4 separate regions of the Mus musculus genome follow, and regions 1, 3 and 4 are each linked to region 2. A link is a contact called in public HiCAR-type and promoter capture Hi-C data. All regions are on one chromosome and are shown on one strand. The core of a region is the stretch at or near the end of the contact, and the rest is flanking DNA. Distances in the headings are between cores, read along the strand shown. Region 1 holds the start of Robo4 (roundabout guidance receptor 4). Region 2 holds the start of 4933422A05Rik (RIKEN cDNA 4933422A05 gene). Region 3 holds the start of Nrgn (neurogranin). Region 4 holds the start of Ccdc15 (coiled-coil domain containing 15).

Region 1 (4,654 bases), core at 1,891-4,390, 2.1 Mb before region 2:
ATGTGAAAATTAGAGATCTTAGCCTAAGGCTGCTTGTGAAATGATATGAGACAGTAGCTTATAAGAGGCTTGGCAGGGTCTGCCTGACTAAGTAGGCCCTTGCTCACTGCTCAAGAAAAGCAAATCCCTTCACTTTTTGACTTAGAGACTGGTTTGTAGCAGTCAGGGAAAGGTTATGTGGAACTCCAGGGGACAGGAGTGCTGGTCAGGGTCATTTTGTAGGAATACCTGGTAACCACGGATGACACCATTATGGCTTTCAGCAGGTGGTGGAGCCCAACTCACAAAGACACTACCGTTGCCAGATCTTAAGGTCACTCCTTGAGGTGGGGCACTGGGCACTGGAGAAAAGGAAGAGATTGTTAGAAGTGCTAGAGGAGAGGACTCTGTGCGAGGATGAAAAGAGAGAGGATGGTTATGGAGAGCCAGAGTTCCACAAGGAAAGTCACTTCTTACAGCTGTTTGCTTCACTCTACACAGGAGAATCCACAAATAGGAGTTCTCCTAACTTCCAGACTGGATTGGAATAGTTAGGGAGCTCACCCCCACCCCACCCCAATCCCCTAGGCCAAGCAGAATCCTTGACTGACCCTGTTCAGGCAGCCTCAGGAGCAACACATTGCTGTCAGGGCCTCGAGCCCGGCCGGAGGACGGTCTCACTTTGAATTCATAGTCTTGGCCCCAGTGGAGACCCCCAAGCTTTGCACTCTGCAAGCCACGCAGCAGCACCTCTGTCCATGGAGATCCTTGGTCCCTGGGGGACCTCTGAGTCCTGAACAGAGCTGTGTATGACTCAGCAGGTGCAGCAGGGCCGCTCACCTGGGAAGAAGTCAGAGCAACGATAATGGACTAGGGAGCTCATGGCAGCCCTAATCTGAGCTCTGGGTGTTTTCTGGGACCTCTGTCTCACCTTCCAGCTGAGCCACACGGATGGCCCAGGCTTGGGACCTTTTACAGGTTCGGGGTTTAGCAGGGTCACATTTTCCAGCTGAATGCGAACAGCCAGAAGCTCTAGATGTTCCTTGTGGTCCTGGGATTCTGTGGAGGAACACAGGACTGGGATGGAGTAGTGGAACATACCTTCATCGTGGACAAACTTGGCTCCCAGAGTTTTCAGCTCTGGAGTATTCCTATGCCCATTTGGCCTCATCACTTGGACCCCAAACTCCATACCTGGTGACCACACTAACTGGAGTCTCCTACCTTACCTTGAACTTTGAGTGTGGGGTTAAGTGCGTGTTTATATGCATGTATGTGAGTAAGCGTTGACAACAGAGTCTTCCCTTATTATTGATCTCTATCTTATTTTTTGAGACAAGGTCTTTCACTGAACTTGGAACTCACTGTGTAGACTAGACTGTCTGGTTAGCTTCTGGGATTCACCTGTCTGTTCTCCACATCGGCACTGGGATGATCGACATTCACTGTCACACTCTGCTTTTATATGAGTGCTGGAGAACTTGACTCTTCACGTATGTGAAGCCAGCACCTTACCCACAGAGTTCTCTCCTGAGCCCTTATTAGATTGTAGATGACTCCTGTCCTTACCCTGGATAGACACCCTGGCTGCTCGGCTCTCCCGTTGCCCAGCATTGTTGGTGGCCATACACATATAGGTCCCCGAGTCATTCTTCTCTGCTCTTGACACCATCAGGGAATCCCCAGATACCTGTCAGGTTCAGATACTCCATGAAGTCTTCAATTTGAGAAGCTTAGAGGTTGGAGGGTGGGTCAGTTGCTCAATGTGCCCAGGACAGGATGATGTATGGGCAAAGGAGTTCCCAGGATTGGGGTTCACTCACTGTGCGCCTCCCTGGCTGGAGGACCAGGGGTTTCCCGTCTTTCCACCATGAGACCGAGGGTTTTGGGTAGCCCCAGGGAGGACCACACTCAAGAACCAAGCTCTCTCCCACCACGGCCACTGTGTCCCGAGGTTGGATCTGGAAGTCCTCCTGGAGGACTATTGGGAAGTCAGCAAATCAGCAGGAAGCACGTCTACCCACCCTGAGTCCTTCTAACATCCTAACATGGATGGCTTATCCGAACATGCTTACCCAATTCTGCTCTACCACTTCCTTGCCCCTCTATCTCTAGTTTAACCTAGTTCTCCATCCCAAGACCCTCAGTCCCTGCCTCCCTTCACAGACAGACTCTCGTATTTCCCTGGACACAAGCATCTCAGCCTAACTCTGCTTCCCCCTGGGCCTACCCTCCCAAGCCTCACCAGCCACAGACAGCCTAGCACCCCGGCTCACTGCTGTGCCCAGCCGGTTGCTGGCCTCACATGTGTAGACACCCAGGATTGCTGAGAGGATGTTCTGGTCATCTTGTGGCCGTCCCTGGACAGAGGGCCGATGTAACAGGAGGGTCCCATCCGGCAAAAGGTAATGTAGGTCTGGGGTGGCCATGCTGAGGGGCTGCCCATTCAGCAGCCAGCGGATAGTGGGAGGTGGTTGGCCGGATGATCTGCACCTCATCTTGGCTGGGCCAGAGCCCTGAAGTAGCTGGTCCTGGGGGTGAACTAGGATCTGGGGTGGAGAATCCAGAGCCTCACCTCCTAAGAGGGAAAGAGAGACTCCTGTACTGCACCCCTTCTATGTCTTGTGTAGGAATCTGTAGTCTTGTGTAGGCTTATCTTACTGAACATTTATTTCCAAATAAGAAGCTAACTAGGAGGGGAGAAGGTCTGAGTCCATAGGTCAAGATCTGCATAGCTCTTTCTCTGTTGCACGCACACACACACACACACACACTCTCTCTCTCTCTCTCTCTCTCTCTCTCTCTCTCTCTCTCTCTCTCTCTCTCTCAACCCCCATCTTTGTCTCTGATACTTCACTGCTAACTAGAAGAAAGGCACCAGACAACAGAGATGCTCCTTTGTCCTGCTGGCTTTGGATCCAGACCGTGGATCCTGCCATGAATCCAGGAGCGTGGGTTAGGAGAGGGAGGGCCCTACTCACCCATGATGAAAAGCAGCAGCAGAGGCAGAGGCCACTCCGTCCCCAGGAGGCCCGTTCCTCCAGAGCCCATGGCTGCTCTCGGCTCCTCTCCTTGTCCCATACACTTTTGTCCGGTTGTTCTGAGCTCACAGCAGTAAGGGAAGAAAGGGAGGGGTGGGGTGGTGGTAGTTGTTTGTGACTGAGACTCTGTCCCAGTAGGGAAGCAGCTTTGAGGAAACGGATGCTTCCTGCCTGGCCCTCATGCCTTAGAGAACTGGGAGGGGACCAGAGGTGAGAAACTCTCTGACCTCTACACTTCAGCTGTAATCCCCGGGATGCTAACTGCAGGCTAAGGGTTTACTTCATGTCTGAGTTAGGGTTTCTTAAATGAAATCCTCACACTGATCCCAATTGTACCCATACAATCTGCCAACTCCACAGCTCTGTTCAAAGCATATGTTTAATCTTGGTCTCTATCGGCTTTTTCCCATTAGCCAGCCACCTAATAGAGGAGGAGGAAGACCAGAGGTTGAGCCTCAGACATAGGAGTAAGGAGCTGAAGATAGAGTCCAAAGGGCTTACAGGCCAAGAAAGCAAGGGGCACATGGGGGTCAGGAGGTAGCAAGTGTCTATCTCTGGTCCAATCCCCAGGAGCAGGTAGACTGAGTCTTGGGAGGCTAGAAAGTAGGAATGACTCAGAACCTTAAGCTTTGAAAACCCATGGACTAGCTGGGCAGTGGTGGCACACGCCTTTAATCCCAGCACTTGGGAGGCAGAGGCAGGCGGATTTCTGAGTTCAAGGCCAGCCTGGTCTACAGAGTGAGGTCCAGGACAGCCAGGGCTACACAGAGAAACCCTGTCTCAAAAAAGAAAAGAAGAAAAGAAAAAGAAAACCCATGGACTATGTACGCATTTTCATCAAAAGATTTGGAAATGATGTCTGTGGGCTCTTGGGCAGATTCCTTCATCCTCAAAGCCAGTTTTCATACCTGTAAAATGGGGATATTAATAATAGACACCACCTTCAGATCCAGAGTAAAACTGGAATGAGATTAGGCATGAGATAGACTAGGTATGGACACAGGGGTATCACCTGTGTTTTTGTGCACATCCCACCACTGAAACTCTCTGAAGCATCATCAGTGGGATGGGTTCTAGGATTGGGGAAGATGGTCGTAATGAAGCCTTCCAAGGCTGGCCTGGTCTGACACCTGTCTTCTATGGCTACATAGCACACAACCTACACAACAACTAAGCTGACTGTATTGGCTCCTCCCTGAAACCCAGAGAGACTGCCTTCTCCTCAGAGCCCAGCTCCTGTTTACCAGTCTCTTCCTTCCAAATCTGGAATCTCAGCCATTTCCTAGAGCTGTTCACAGAAGGCCAAGGCCAGGCTCTGAGCTTCAGCGGAAAAGCGTGCAGGCTTTGTTCTTCATTGTTCTGGCCAGCTTGTCTGGAGGCCCCTAACACAGCTGACCCTTCTCCCTTCCTCCCCCTCCCTGTTGGGTTTCAGGAACAGCATCAGCCCTAACCACTGGACTTCTGTGCTTCATCTCTTTCTGTCTCCTGAGACAAACTAAGACTGATTAAGACAGGATTAATGGGGGAAAAAAAAAAACCTTAAAAACACTACAGTCTTTACAAACTGAGTGAGTCTGTGGGCTACAGAATAGAAGTGAATAGAGTGACTATAAAAAGAAGGGTGGAAATTGGTG
Region 2 (4,078 bases), core at 1,252-3,751:
GCAGACTTCAGGTCAGAGTCAGCCTCTGCTTGGCTCTGTGCTGGGGGAAGCTGCTGTCCAACTCCTGGGTTTCCGGTGCATTCTCTGGGTGCCCTGGGGCCATCTGACCAGCTGCAGAAGAGAAAGCACCCGTAGCACTGAACCCAGGGGTCAAAGGTCTGCAGAGGCAGAAGTTGGGAGGTGCAAAGACCTGAAGAGCTGAGGATCCGTAAGTTCCTGTCAGACTGGCATTTAGAGCAACAAAGATCCTGTGGAGAGAAGCACAGGAGGCAGGCCTGCCTGGAGGGCCTTCCTCACCCAGCAAGCAATGCAAAAGGAGGGAGTGGGCCTCTTTTCCTATTCACTTCCTCACCCAAAACCCATCCTTAGATCAGGACCTTCCAAACTCATCACCTTTATTTTCTCTTGGCTATTTACTAGATGACAAACTAATAATTTGTCTGTATAATATTAATGAGTCAAGATCATACTTACCTACCAACTAGTACATGTGACTGAGGGACAAGGCAAGTTGTTAGACCCTGAGCCCTAGTTAACTAGCCAAGAGCTAGAGACCAGACCGGGATCTCTGGCTTAAGCTGTTGTAGCCCTGCGGTGAGCACACATTCCTGCCAGGCCTCTTGTTAGTTGAGACCAGCTGGATCAAACTCTCCATTTTTCATATCATGAACCTCTTATCGCTGAGTCTGAATCGAATTCTATTTCACATCCTCCCCAGCAACCCAAAGCATGGCCTCTCCCTACGAATTTCACCCCTTCACCGTGGAACAGAAAAGTCAGGCTCAAGCTAGCCAAGAAAACAATAACAGAGGAACAAGAGTCACAGCACTGGAGTGGCCAAAGTCAAGTTCATCAAGAGGGCAAGAAAGACAAAGAATGATTTGTGGAGGATATTTGGTATTTGGTTAAAACCTATTCCCACTTTTGGGGAAGTGGAAATAAGAAATAGGCAAAATATGGGGCACTACTGCCATCTGGTGGCAGTATCAGACAATTCACTTCACTTACACTGTCATCATAAAATGAAATCTTGCCCCATGACGTTGTTTATAATTCAATCCACTGTAACCTTCAAACAAAACGAAAGAAAATTTTGTCACAACAACACCACGAGGTAATAAGATTCTCCCCACAAGTGGCTTTAGGACGATCAGCTGCCTGGCTAGACTCCCTCTTTACCCCATACATGGAAATGAGCTCAAAAGGTCTGGGAGACTTACAAGTGCTGATGGTAGACAGTCTCAAAGCTTTAAGGACAAGTATCTATGGTTTGTGTTAGTTAGTAGTTGCTGAGAAAAAGAAGAGTTGACAAAATAAACTCATCCACACAGGAACACCTTCATATTACAAGGTGTGGTGGTTTGAAGATGCTTGGCCCAGGGAGTGGCAGCCACTATTAGGCATGGCCTTGTTGGAGGAAGTGTAGGGGTGGGCTTTGAGACCCTCATCCTTGCTGCTTGGAAGACAATCTGATGCTTTCTAGGAGTGGTGGATCTGAAGGAGAAGGGAGGTGGGATGGAGGGACTGGGAGGAGAAGAGGAAGGGGAAACTATGGCTGAGATGTTATATATGAGAGAAGAGTAAGAAAAAAGGATATGAGAGTGGAAAGACAGAACTGTTGGGAGTGAGAAGTAAATAAAAGAAGGGGATGCTGGGAGAACATGATCAAAATATCTTACATTCATGTATGAAATGAATAAATTTAAAATATTGTAAAATAAAAGAAAGGATGAAGCTTCCTGTCCCGGCCGCCATCGGAGAGCAGCAGCCATGGCTCTGTGCTACCCCATGGCCGTGGGCCTCAACAAGGGCCACAAGGTGACAAAAAATGTCAGTAAGCCGAGACACAGCCGGCGACGTGGGCGCCCCACCATACACACCAAGTTCGTGCAGGACATGATCCGGGAGGTGTGCGGCTTCGCGCCCTACAAGCGGCGAGCCATGGAGTTGCTCAAAGTGTCCAAGGACAAGCGCGCACTCAAGTTCATCAAGAAGAGAGTGGGCACGCACATCCGCGCCAAGAGAAAGCGGGAGGAGCTGAGCAACGTGCTGGCAGCCATGAGGAAGTTGGCGGCCAAGAAGAATTGATGAGCCCTCCCCCAATAAAAGATGGTTCCTACAAAAAAAAAAAAAAAAAAAAGATGAAAAGGGGGAAAGCAGGGCTGAAGAGATGGCTCGGTGATTAAGAGTACTGATTGTTGTTCCAGAGGTCCTGAGTTCAATTCCCAGAAACCATAGGGTGGCTCACTACCATCTATAATCATTGCTGGTGAGAATATATATTAGTGCATTCAGAGTGGAAATCAAATCAACATGGATGTTCCTCAAAAAAAAAAAAAAAAATAGGGTGCTGGAAAGATACCCAAGGGTTAAGAGCATTAGCTGTCCTTCTACATGACCTAGGTTCAATTCCAGTCTGCATGTGAGAGACCAAATCGTTTGGGTTCAGACTCCATCTTAGAAAACCTAACCTAAGGTTGAACGTGAGTTATTAACCAACTGGCACCTAGCACCAGTTTCCAGGTTACCAGATTCCAACCCCACCCCCACCCCCTTCCACAAGACCTGTGCCTAGTACCAGTTTCCAAGTTATTCCCCAACAAATCTGTTTCTCCAGATTAAAAGCCTGCCCCTAACAAACACCTCACTTCTTAGCAACCACCAAACAGGAAGAAAACAGAAGTTAAGTTTATGATTTGGTTCCCAGTACCAGCCAATTATGTTAAAGGTTATAATGGCTCCCCAGTCAGATAGTCCCTTCTTGCTTCTATCATGCTTGCCTAAAACTAGGCTCAGGGCTCCACCTTCCTACTGTGCAAGGGATGCCTGGGAGCCCAAGCTCCAGCTTGAATAAGGAGACGCTAATGCAACTGCATTGGATTCAGCTCCTTGGTGATCTTTCGGGGGTTCACAAATGTTTCCTGGCATACATAACACATGATGTGAGAGAGCTATAGCGGAGCTTCAAGAGCATCATGCCCATGGCAGAGACACATGGGGATCTAGAGCTCAGAGAAACCAAGGAAAAAGACCAACTGTCATCAGCACACAGGAGGAGGGTGCCAAGCTCACCTGGATCTGCAGGTGAAAGTGGAGCTCAGCAGGGTGTCTGCCCAGAACCCTTCTAAAAGCCTGGATGTCAATCAAATGAGAAGGCATAGAAGGAGCTCTTGAAGCCCTGAGCAGGAGACCCAGTTATCAGATGTAAAGACACATGTAGTTTGAAGGCTGAAAATGGATTTGTGGGCTTAGGTAGAACATTCCCAGGCTGAAAAAAATCCCACATACCCAAGAGGCAAGTTACTGCTCTCAGAGTGGGCTTCGGGTGAGCCACCTGCCCCTCCAGACTCTGCAGTACTTCTCAGAGGCACAGATACATATCTCATAGAAGGCTAACAACAAAGCTGTACTTGGGCAGCTTTTTGGCATTTCCCATCACAAGTTCTCATTTTTAAATTATGTGCATGTATGACTTTAAGGGGGAAGAAAAGAGGGGGACACCATCTTCACACACTAGTTACATGATGTAACTGCTGTTGATCAACATTCTAACCCGGTGAAGTTCATGTTAGGCATGGCACAGGTTCCTCCAGTTTCTCAAACCATGCTAACAGATCCTCTTACTGTATCTGTGACAATTACAGATGTCACCTTATACAGCAAGACCCACTGCTTAAGCAGGCCAACCCAGCAAGGATCTGATAAATATTTAAACCCTTTCTAAGGTATAAGAGAACACAGAAAAGGGACTTCGTTGTTTTCCCTGCCTCAAACACTGCTGTGAAGAGAAGCTCCAACAGGGAAGTCCAGTTCTCTCTAGAAGATAGGCACAGCCTTGGTATGCCCTACATCCAGGCTGGCCTTTGGGCTGCTGCCTGGCTCCTGGGAGGTAGCAGTGCCTGAGAGTTCTCCAAGCACCTACCAGGTCATGGCCCACCCCATTGGCCATTTGGGTTTCTGAATCAAAGCCAATTAGTGGTATTTTCTAGGTGTCAAATTCTTGTCCCTGTGTCTTTCAATTTGAATCAATCGAGCCTCGGATAACCCTCATTGGCTACCATACTGACACTGTGCAAAG
Region 3 (4,553 bases), core at 320-2,819, 2.3 Mb before region 2:
TTCTTCCAAAGAGCAAGTGTGAGGGTGGCTAACTTTTGTCTTATTTTGAAGCGGTGAATCAAAAGGTTAGGAAGTCTAGTGTGAGGAGTGGGATGGGTGGGTGTGCTAAGTCTGTACCAGGATATAAATACATTCAAAGTGGGTGCTGGGTGTACGTGATTTTATTTGGTGCAGATGGATGGAAGGATAGATAGATGGATAAGTAGACAGATAGATCACAGGTCATGGAGAGATACAAAATAGATACTTGGTCGGTGATGATGGAAGACACTTAGAACTAGTCAAAATACTGAGAATTAGAGGCTATTGGATGCCAAGTCATAGAGAGGACACATATATACCAATACTTCCAAGGCTCAGGAAACATCATGGAAGAAGGGGTAGGAAGAATTTAAGAACCAGAAGAAGGGGGGTGAGGTATGGAATGATGATTTCCAGTCATGACTTGGCTATTGAGTTAACAACAGCTGGATCACCTGCACAAGATCTCCACAAGAGTGGGCCCATTAACACTCTATCATGGAAAGAGGAGGGGCTTATGAGGTACCACCCCACCCTGAAGATTTATACACAATTAATAGTTGGTGAGGTAGGGAGAGACATTTACTTTAGGGGTGCAGTCACTAGTACAGTGCCTACAATGCTGTAAAGAAGCCCTTGCCCGTGCTCCTATAAACAACACTAACAAAATTCAATGGGTTCCTTCTCGACACCCCCCCATTCCAAAAAAAAAGACATGGCAATAAAAGGGATACTTGTGGAAAGAGTAGGGGTTATCAGGAGTGGGAAGGGGCAAAAGAGGGTAACCAGGTGAACATGGTTTAAAGGGCACAAGTAGGTCACAATGGAATCAATTAATACGTAGAATCAACGTGTGACAATACAGTGTTCTTGCTAAAAATTTTAAAAAGAAAACACTTAGTGCAGACATTGCCAGCAGTGAGAATGCAGGTATTTTTGTCTATGTGCTAACTAACAGGAGGTCTACCGTTTACCTGTGCTTCACAGGGTGTGTGGACACGGCCCTGTGGAGTTGTTTTTGCCTATTGTGTCTGCAGTGTCTGTATGTGGGAAGATACACCACACCACCCCGCCTGGGAGTATGTATGGATGCATGAGGCTTGGAGCGTCTATGTCACTATGTGCCCATCATGTAGGCTGTCTACCATCAGGTTTCTCTGTAACTAGAGTGAGGAGGGCATCTCTGCAGAGAGGGGAAATAGAGGGAGTAATGTTTGGGACTCTAGAACAGGGAGGTGGGTGAGGTTCGTGGTTTTCTATCTATGGGCGGTAGGGCGTGCTGCACCCAGATGTGTATTTGTGCCCTGGATGTTGGAGGCCTTGTGCTTACTCCGACGTACATCTGCCTGGCAGTCTGCGACTTAGAAAGCGGGGGGGGGGGTGAATTTGGGAGATGGGGTGTGTAGGAGGAATGGATGGAAGTGTGTAGGTGGAGAGGTTGGAGCACCAAAGCGAGCGAGGCGGAGAGAGTCGAGAGAAGGAGTGGTCCTCGCTCCAGTTCTCCCCGCCCACCCTGCAGAAAGTGTCTTCTGATTGGCTTCGAGGCCGCAGGGCTCAGGTTACATTCGCAAGAGTTGCGGAGCGCGGGAGACCGGACCCAAGAGGAGAGAGGCTGGTTCTGCAAGGATTCTGCGCTGGTCGGGGAGTGCCCGACAGCCCCTGAGCTGCCACCCAGCATCGTACAAACCCACCCCCGCTCTGCGCCAGGCTCCACCCCAGCCAAGGACCCTCAACACCGGCAATGGACTGCTGCACGGTAAGTCCATACTTGAACTCAGCGTGTTCTGGGGCAAGGGGCACACGAGAACCCCTGGGGGGTGAGTGAGGGATGGAAGTGGGTGCGGAAGACCTAGGAACAATGTGGGAAAGAATGGTGCTGAAATATTGTATTGGATGATGGAAGGCGCCTGCCTGATCTGAGCCAAGCCCTGGGGAAAATGCTCCCCAGCTCGCGGGGGCGTCTGAGCGCCCATGGGCCAGACAATCTAGGTTGTATCTGGATCTGAGCAGAGCTTTCATGCAGGAAAGCTGCTGCTTAGACGAGAGGTGGAACTTCCCCCACGGAGACACAGGAAAGTTGCTGGTGTGCTAGTCCTTTCCCTTGGTATTTTTTGGCCCCCAAACGATTTCCTATCCCACTGCTGCTGTCGCGGACTGTGGCAAGATCTTCACGACCCTCAGATGATCGTCTAAGCCCTTATGTGGCGAAGTCGGGGAGAATCCACCCTGGTCTTGGTGGTGATGGGCAGGAAAGAACCTAGTCAGTGTGGTTCTGGGGTGGAGCTGGTTCAGCCCCCAAAACCTTCTCCTTTGGAAGGTGCTGGGTGAGTGACCGTGAGAGGGCCCTGTGGGCAAGGGGAGGAAGTGTCTATCAGCGCCTACACGGAAACTGGATGCTGCAAGTGCCTAACGCCAAAGCAGATCTTGTTAAGGGCTCTTGTATGAAGGCATCCAGCACTGGTCCTGGCTCCTAGCTGGCTAAAGGAGTTGAGTGACCCATACCTATATAAAACGTGTTTGCTTATTCTTAGCCTCCGATCTAAGGAAAGAGACGACTCCAAATTCCTAGTGTTTTCTTTCTGTCACTCTGGCTAAAGACTCCAGAGGTTACTTAACGACAGCAGGAACCCCACCTTTCTCCCACAATGTGCAAAATAAATAAGTTTGGAAGGGAGGAATAGCCCATATCTTTGAGAGGTGACACTTCCCAATGCCCAGTGTCCAAGACGCAGTGAGAACTTAGGGGCAAGCCATTGCTGACATTTTAACTCTTGTTAAATAAATAACAGCTGCCAGAGTGCCTGATCACCCCAGGTAGGTAGGTCTTTTACAGTTGTACAAATGGGGCTTAGAAATGTGATTTTTTTTCCCCAAGTAGGCACCTTTGACAAGTGTGGAGCCCTGTCCTCTCAAAAGATTGCCCTCCAATCCCTCTTTGAAGCATACTGATTTTCATTACTGTAAATGCTCATAGCAGTAAATGTATAGATCAGAAAAAATATATACATATACATATACATATACATATACATATACATATACATATACATATACATATACATATACAAGCATGCCAATCACATACAGTTCCGCCCTTTGAAGAACACTATCCAGGGCTTCTTCCAAGGAAGCGGTTTGCTATTCTCCAGGGAACAGTTTGTTTGCTTATTTGCTTATTTACTTACTTATTTTTGGTGCTGGGGATTGACTTCTGGACTTTATGCCTGCTAAATATGTACTCTGCTTCTGAGCTACACACTGAGCCCAAGAATCACTTTTTGGCTGGGAAAGGAAAGGTGTGGGTCTTCAGTCTCAATTGAGGAAGAGCCCCTCATCCCCAGCAATGTTCCATTAAGTAAAAAAATAAAAAATAAATAGATAGATGGCAGATTATGAGATATGAGTCAACAGGGGAGGAGGGTAACTGCTAGGCAAGAAAGAAAAGGCTGAGAAGCCAAGAAGGATGGGGAAAGGAATCGGGAGATGTGCCAGCAGGGAAGACATGAATGGGTGAAGACTCTAGGAAGCCTGAGAAGGATGAAGAGGGTGAGATGTGGGGCTCAGGCCTCCAACCTTGTCTCTCCTGGTTAGTGCTTATAAAAATACCCAGGAAGCCATTGGTGCATGGCAAGTAGATAGCTACACCACAGATAACTAATACTGATAGATAATGGCTGAGGGTGTGGTTAATGTGTTTGAAATCAGTGTCCCCTAGAGGAAGAGGGACTGCCAGAGGTATTGAATGTCCAGGGTCCAGGGGCACCTCCTGCACTGGGCCCTGACACAGTCTCTGTTTTTTTATGTCCCAAGTCCACTGGACCAAAGGGCCAGATAATATTCAGCATCAGTCTCATTCTGTGGAGTTGGAAGGAGGCAGAAAGAAGGAAAAGAGGGGGCAAAAAAGGGCGGAGGACTGGAAGAGGGCAGGGCTGCTACCAGGCATCCCTGCGCTGTAAAGAGAACAGTATGCCTTCCTCATCTTTTTGCTCTGGAGTTCTCTTCCATGACCATCCTACCTGATGTTTGGGAAGAATCTAGCCGTGCCTTACTTGTTCTTTTCCCCCTTGGTAAGCAAGCTTAGAGAGAAATGAGGAAGAAGAAAACATCAGTGTTCTTTTTCAAGGGGATGTTTTTAAAGGAGCTATTATTCGATGTTCCAGTGTCTGATTGACATCGCAAATGTACATGACTTTCCTGCCTTCGTCTAATAGGAAAAGAAAAAGAAATCTGTTTTGATAGCCCACTCCTTTCTCCTTTGTAGTCTCGTTGACTGTGTACCAGCTAACAGTATCGAAGTAACCACCCGCCCTGAGGCAGGGGGTAAAAGTACAAATTCTGAAGAGGACCATTTCACTGTTGTTTTGCTATGCAACCTGGGGGAGCTATAAAATGTCTCTGAGGTTGTTTCTTGACTTCTAAAATGGAGATTACATGGCATAAAATGTCCCAGGTACTCGGCACAGGGCCTGATATATAAGGGACAGCCGACAGGCATAGTTCTTAAAGCTGTTTGGATTTGGGGAGCTGAAGGA
Region 4 (4,573 bases), core at 29-2,528, 2.1 Mb before region 2:
AAAGCTGTGAAACAATCAACTATATACCTAAAACCCTCCCTTGAAGAGTATAAAGGCTTGTTCTATGATCATATATAGTTTCTGTTTAAAAGTAGACTAGTTAAAAAAAGTTGGCAGGGTATATAGTTCTTGACCAGCATGTATGAAGCCCTGGGCTTAACTTCCAGTACTGAGTAAAATGAAATACAAACAAAACTCAAAGATCAACTTCAATTGCCCTAGTGATGTCTTCTCTGGAAATGTCCTATCAATGTCAGTGTAAATTCTCCAATGGATTTTAAATTCTCCAAACAAGGGATCTTTGTTCACTGGGAGTATCTGGAGTAACCAGAAAACATACTGATATATAAAATGCTTGCAATAAGGTATGTTGAAGTAAAGCAGGGTGACACGTGCCTGTAACGGCAGCCATTGGGAAGGCTAAGGCAGGAGGATTGCAAGTTCGAGGCCTGGGCTACACAGTGAGTTCAAGTCCAGCATGGGCAACTTAGTGAGACCCTAACTTAAAAGCAAAATTATTAAGGCAGCTAGGGTTTCCACTGCTGCACTTGCCTAGAATGCCAGAGGCCCTTGGTTCAACCCCCAGCACGAATATACACCTTGAGTAAAATGAGTGTATGTCTTTTGGGTTTAATGAAATATCCCAAGCATTGTTTGGAGTGAGTTGTGATGGTCACACACAAGAACATGTCAAAGGTAATCACGAAATAGCGTTGTAAACCTTAGGGGCTGCATAAAAGCGCAGTCTGGTTGATTGTTGGCTTGGTTTGCTTCTCAAGGATCCACTGGCAACATGTTCTTGCCCAGTGGTTCTCAACCTTCCTAATACTGCGACTCTTTAATACAGTTCCTTATGTTGTGGTGACCTACAACCATAAAATTTGGGTGCGACTTCATAACTGTAATTTTGCTCCTGCTATGAACTGTAATGTAAAATATCTCATTGCAGGATATCTGATATGCGACCCCCAGAGGTAGCGACCCTTAGGTTGAGAACTGCTCTGTCTATTCCCGAGATTTCCTCAGCGGTGAACGCTTACTCGCCTGTTCATCATGTCAGACCTCTCACTTCGAGATTTGAGAAGACTACAGCGCCAGTATCCAAAGAGAGGCCGAGTCTAAGCTCGCTGCCGGATTCAACAACCCGCTCTAGTCCTCCCCAACCAAAGGGCAGGAAGCGGAAGTGACGTAATCCCCGCGCTCGGATTCCCGCCTCCCCAGCCCAAGACGGGTGACAAATGCGGAAGAGGCAGGGCAGGCGTGGGCCCCGGGGTGGCAGTTTGCTGTTTGTCCTTTGCGTAGCAGCCCGCGGAGTTTGAGTCTGTGTGTGAGACGGACCGGATCGCGGCAGGCTCCAGGCTTCACAGGTCTCCTATCCAACTGTTGGAGCCTCACAGGACCCCGCTTTCCTGGCCGGGCTTCAGACGCCCCCCACCTCCTGTGCCCAGGCTTCTTAAGACCCCCGGCTCCTGCCCGGGCCTTAGACTCCCCTCCAGCCCCATGCCGTGGGCCGGCGCTTTTCCACCCGCGGTCATCTCAGACTCAAGCCCTGCCCTTAGCGCCCGCCTATGCTCACCTCTGGGCAGGCTTTCATCTCCCAAGTAAATCCTTGTTTTTTCGTCCTCTCATCTCCGTTCCTTCTAGAAAGTAATTTTTACGCCTTTCCCCCTTGTCTTAAGCCTTGTCCCTCTTTCTCTTTTCTTCTAACCAGAAGTCAATGCCAGGAGGTATGGCGCCCCTCAAGAAGCCTCGGAATCCCACAAAATTGCCCCTGGCTTTAAATCCCACGAAGAGCAAGGACGTTTTGGCAGTGCTGGCTGAGAGGAACCAGGCCATAATACCAGTTGGGGCTTGGGTGGAACCTGCCTCACCAAATTGGTCGGGAATTCCAGCACATGTGAGTGTCAGTTGACCCGGTTACTGTGATCGCTGCCAGCCCTTTTTATTAGCCTTCTCTAAATTTTTGGTACTTAAAGAAAGATGAACTGCTGGAGGATGCTGTTTCCATTCTGATACAGGTTATATTCTTGCGTCAAAATTATACAACAATGATGTGTTTTCCAAAACTTGCTTCATCTTTGGTTGACACAATCAAATATTAACTTAGTTCTTACTACATACCAGCAAGTAGGCTAGTTTACTTCACAAACATGGTTGTTTGCTGTGAATGGCATAGGTACTGTGTACAATTTCCCGACACTGTAACATAAGAAGAATGACAGTTGGTCACTCTTCAAATGTTAAGTAGTTGCTCAGAGTTTATAAGTTTTTAAATGCAGATCCAGGCAAAATGAAAATAAGAAAATAAAAGAAAGAGGTTAATCCTGATAGACTCTGAGGAAGTTGTAAATTCCACGGGGCCAAGGAACTTCTTGTTTATTTTTGTTTTTGGGGTAAACTAGGTCCTTAGGATGTAGTTGTTGAACGAATGAGGAACTATGGTCATTGTCTGTGAAGGAATAGAAATGCTGTACACTCAGGGTAGAAGCATTTCAGATGAAGAAATGCCCTTTCAAAAGTTTACACATGTAAATATTTGATTTAATTTAATTTAATTTTTGATTTAATTTAATTTAATTTAATTTAATGTAAATATTTGATTTATTTACACATGTAAATATTTGATATTTGATTGTAAATATTTGATGTAAATATTTGTTAGTATTTGCTAACAAATGAGAGTGGTTTTGCTAGTTTTTTTTGGCTTTATTTAGTATTTTTTCTTTCTTTTTTTAATTAATTAATTAATTAATTTATTTTTATTACATATTTTCCTCAATTACATTTCCAATGCTATCCCAAAAGTCCCCCATACCCTCCCCCCCTCTTTTTTTTTTTTTTTAAAGACTTATTATTTGTAAGTACACTGTGGCTGTCTTCAGACACCCCAGAAGAGGGCATCAGATCTCATTACAGATGGTTGTGAGCCACTATGTGGTTGCTGGGACTTGAACTCAGGACCTTCAGGAAGAGCAGTCAGTGCTCTTAATCACTAAGCCATCTCTCCAGCCCACAGTTGTTTAGTATTTCAACAAACTGTTCCTTAGCTTTTTGTTCAAATTTTATTGTGCATAGGGAGTAAGTCACGTTCCACACCCCTTGTTTTTAAAATTAAATAATATTGCCTAATGTACATAGTATTTGTGGAATGTAGGAAATATACAATGTTCTTAGAATATACAAGGTACTTAACATGGGTGATTTTAGAGGAGAAACAAGACATTTAAATATTAATTAAGGGTCTTGGAGGTAGCTTACAGGTAAAAATACCTGTGTGCAACCCTGATGAACCTGGAGTGAAGCTGCAGAGATAAGAGAGACCCTGTGTAGCTGGTCTCTGCTACTTTGAGGGTCCTTCTTTCTTTCACCCTTCTCCATCCCTTCTTTTCTAACCTTTCAACCCCCTGACACTAGATAGCAACAACAAGGAAAAGGATAGGGGAGAAAGGAAAGAGACCCCTGAGTAAAGTCAGGAGTTAGAAGGGGTCAGCGTTATTGCTAGACTACTTTCTGCTGATTGGAGTCCCTTGTGGCAAGTTTGATCTTTTGTCATTAGGATATCTAATTGCTTCTTGTCTCTTCTTTGAACACAACTACTTAACCCAAAACAACAACTAACCAACGACCCAGAAGGCCTCTCTGGGCCCTAGCATTTGTATACCATATATGCCCTTGGTCTGCGTAGGGTGTTCATTACAAGTCAGACATAGTTAAGACCTTGTCTCAAACGAAACAACCCCAAAACATGGACGCCCCCAATTATAAATGTTAATATGCAATATAGTAAGTTAATTTTATTTATGTTCAGTGTATATAGTTACACAGTCATTGATTTTTGCCTACTTTGCTACCTTTCAGGAAGGAACTTAAAAGTTGGACTGCATGTGATGAAGTGCTAAGAATAATATCTCTCTTAATCAAAGAAGAAAGATATGACTGGGTTGGTTGGGAAAGTTTAAAAGTTTAAAAGACTCTGGATAAGTAGATATGAGCTGACTCTCCTATTACGGGGATTGGAGACAGTAGGAAATAAGGAAGTCGCTGTTAGATGGTGGGTTAGATTGGTTGGAGGGGAAGGTTTAGTGGAAGGATGGAGGTTGACAGGATTTGAAGATAAGGGGAGTAGGAAGCTATAGAAAGTCGTGGGAAAACTTTATTCACTATTTAATATTTATAGGTAAGTTCCATAAACAAGCTGTTTTGATTAGATTAATTGCTTCAAAGTTTTAAGGGCTAGGGAGAGATTAGGGTTAGAGTTAGATTGAGAGGAACAAATTAGAATAAATTAAGACAATTTAGACATGTGGTATAACATCAGAATTTCTTTAGTAATGGGGAATGGAGGAGAGGAACGCCTTGAAAAGGGTGAGTGAAATAGGAATCAATAAATAAGAATTGGTACGAAGTTCTGTTGTTACTGAAGTCAGTATACTTTAGCAAACTTTTAATTCCATCTACTTATTTGTAGTGCGGAGGTGTAAAGGTTTGTAGAAATTGGTTCTCTTCTCCCACCATGATGTGGAGCTTGGTGATAGCACTCAGCTCTTCAGGGCCTTTACCTGCTGAGCTATCT

Evidence for each region. Promoter capture Hi-C pulls out the DNA fragments that hold promoters and counts their contacts. HiCAR-type assays count read pairs that join an accessible place to other places.
Region 1: a contact with region 2 is called in a HiCAR-type map of astrocytes, with 7 times the contacts expected there. The contact joins the promoter of Robo4 here to the promoter of 4933422A05Rik in region 2. A contact is called at or near these places in 1 of 39 promoter capture datasets (liver) and 1 of 115 datasets of contacts at active chromatin or transcription factors (astrocytes).
Region 3: a contact with region 2 is called in a promoter capture Hi-C map of liver, with 3 times the contacts expected there. The contact joins the promoter of Nrgn here to the promoter of 4933422A05Rik in region 2. A contact is called at or near these places in 2 of 39 promoter capture datasets (both in liver).
Region 4: a promoter capture Hi-C map of pre-B cells shows a contact between it and region 2, with 6 times the contacts expected there. The contact joins the promoter of Ccdc15 here to the promoter of 4933422A05Rik in region 2. A contact is called at or near these places in 5 of 39 promoter capture datasets (cranial neural crest, hippocampal neurons, liver and 1 more), 1 of 115 datasets of contacts at active chromatin or transcription factors (astrocytes) and 2 of 9 other capture datasets (adipose tissue and liver).

The regions. Positions count from the first base shown.
Region 1 is chr9:37,400,458-37,405,111 of GRCm38.p6, reverse strand. Robo4 (roundabout guidance receptor 4) reads right to left here and starts at 3,140. Exons shown (of 18, transcript NM_001309390.2): 1 at 2,961-3,140; 2 at 2,225-2,557; 3 at 1,803-1,960; 4 at 1,549-1,669; 5 at 911-1,038; 6 at 591-819; 7 at 229-341. The coding sequence starts at 3,030.
Region 2 is chr9:35,279,528-35,283,605 of GRCm38.p6, reverse strand. 4933422A05Rik (RIKEN cDNA 4933422A05 gene) reads right to left here and starts at 2,501. Exons shown (of 5, transcript NR_040715.1): 1 at 2,400-2,501; 2 at 1,009-1,069; 3 at 1-248. It also overlaps the pseudogene Gm5614.
Region 3 is chr9:37,549,761-37,554,313 of GRCm38.p6, reverse strand. Nrgn (neurogranin) reads left to right here and starts at 1,569. Exons shown (of 4, transcript NM_022029.2): 1 at 1,569-1,777. The coding sequence starts at 1,763.
Region 4 is chr9:37,345,062-37,349,634 of GRCm38.p6, reverse strand. It overlaps Ccdc15 (coiled-coil domain containing 15), which reads left to right and starts at 1,278. Exons shown (of 16, transcript NM_001081429.2): 1 at 1,278-1,601; 2 at 1,712-1,897. The coding sequence starts at 1,718.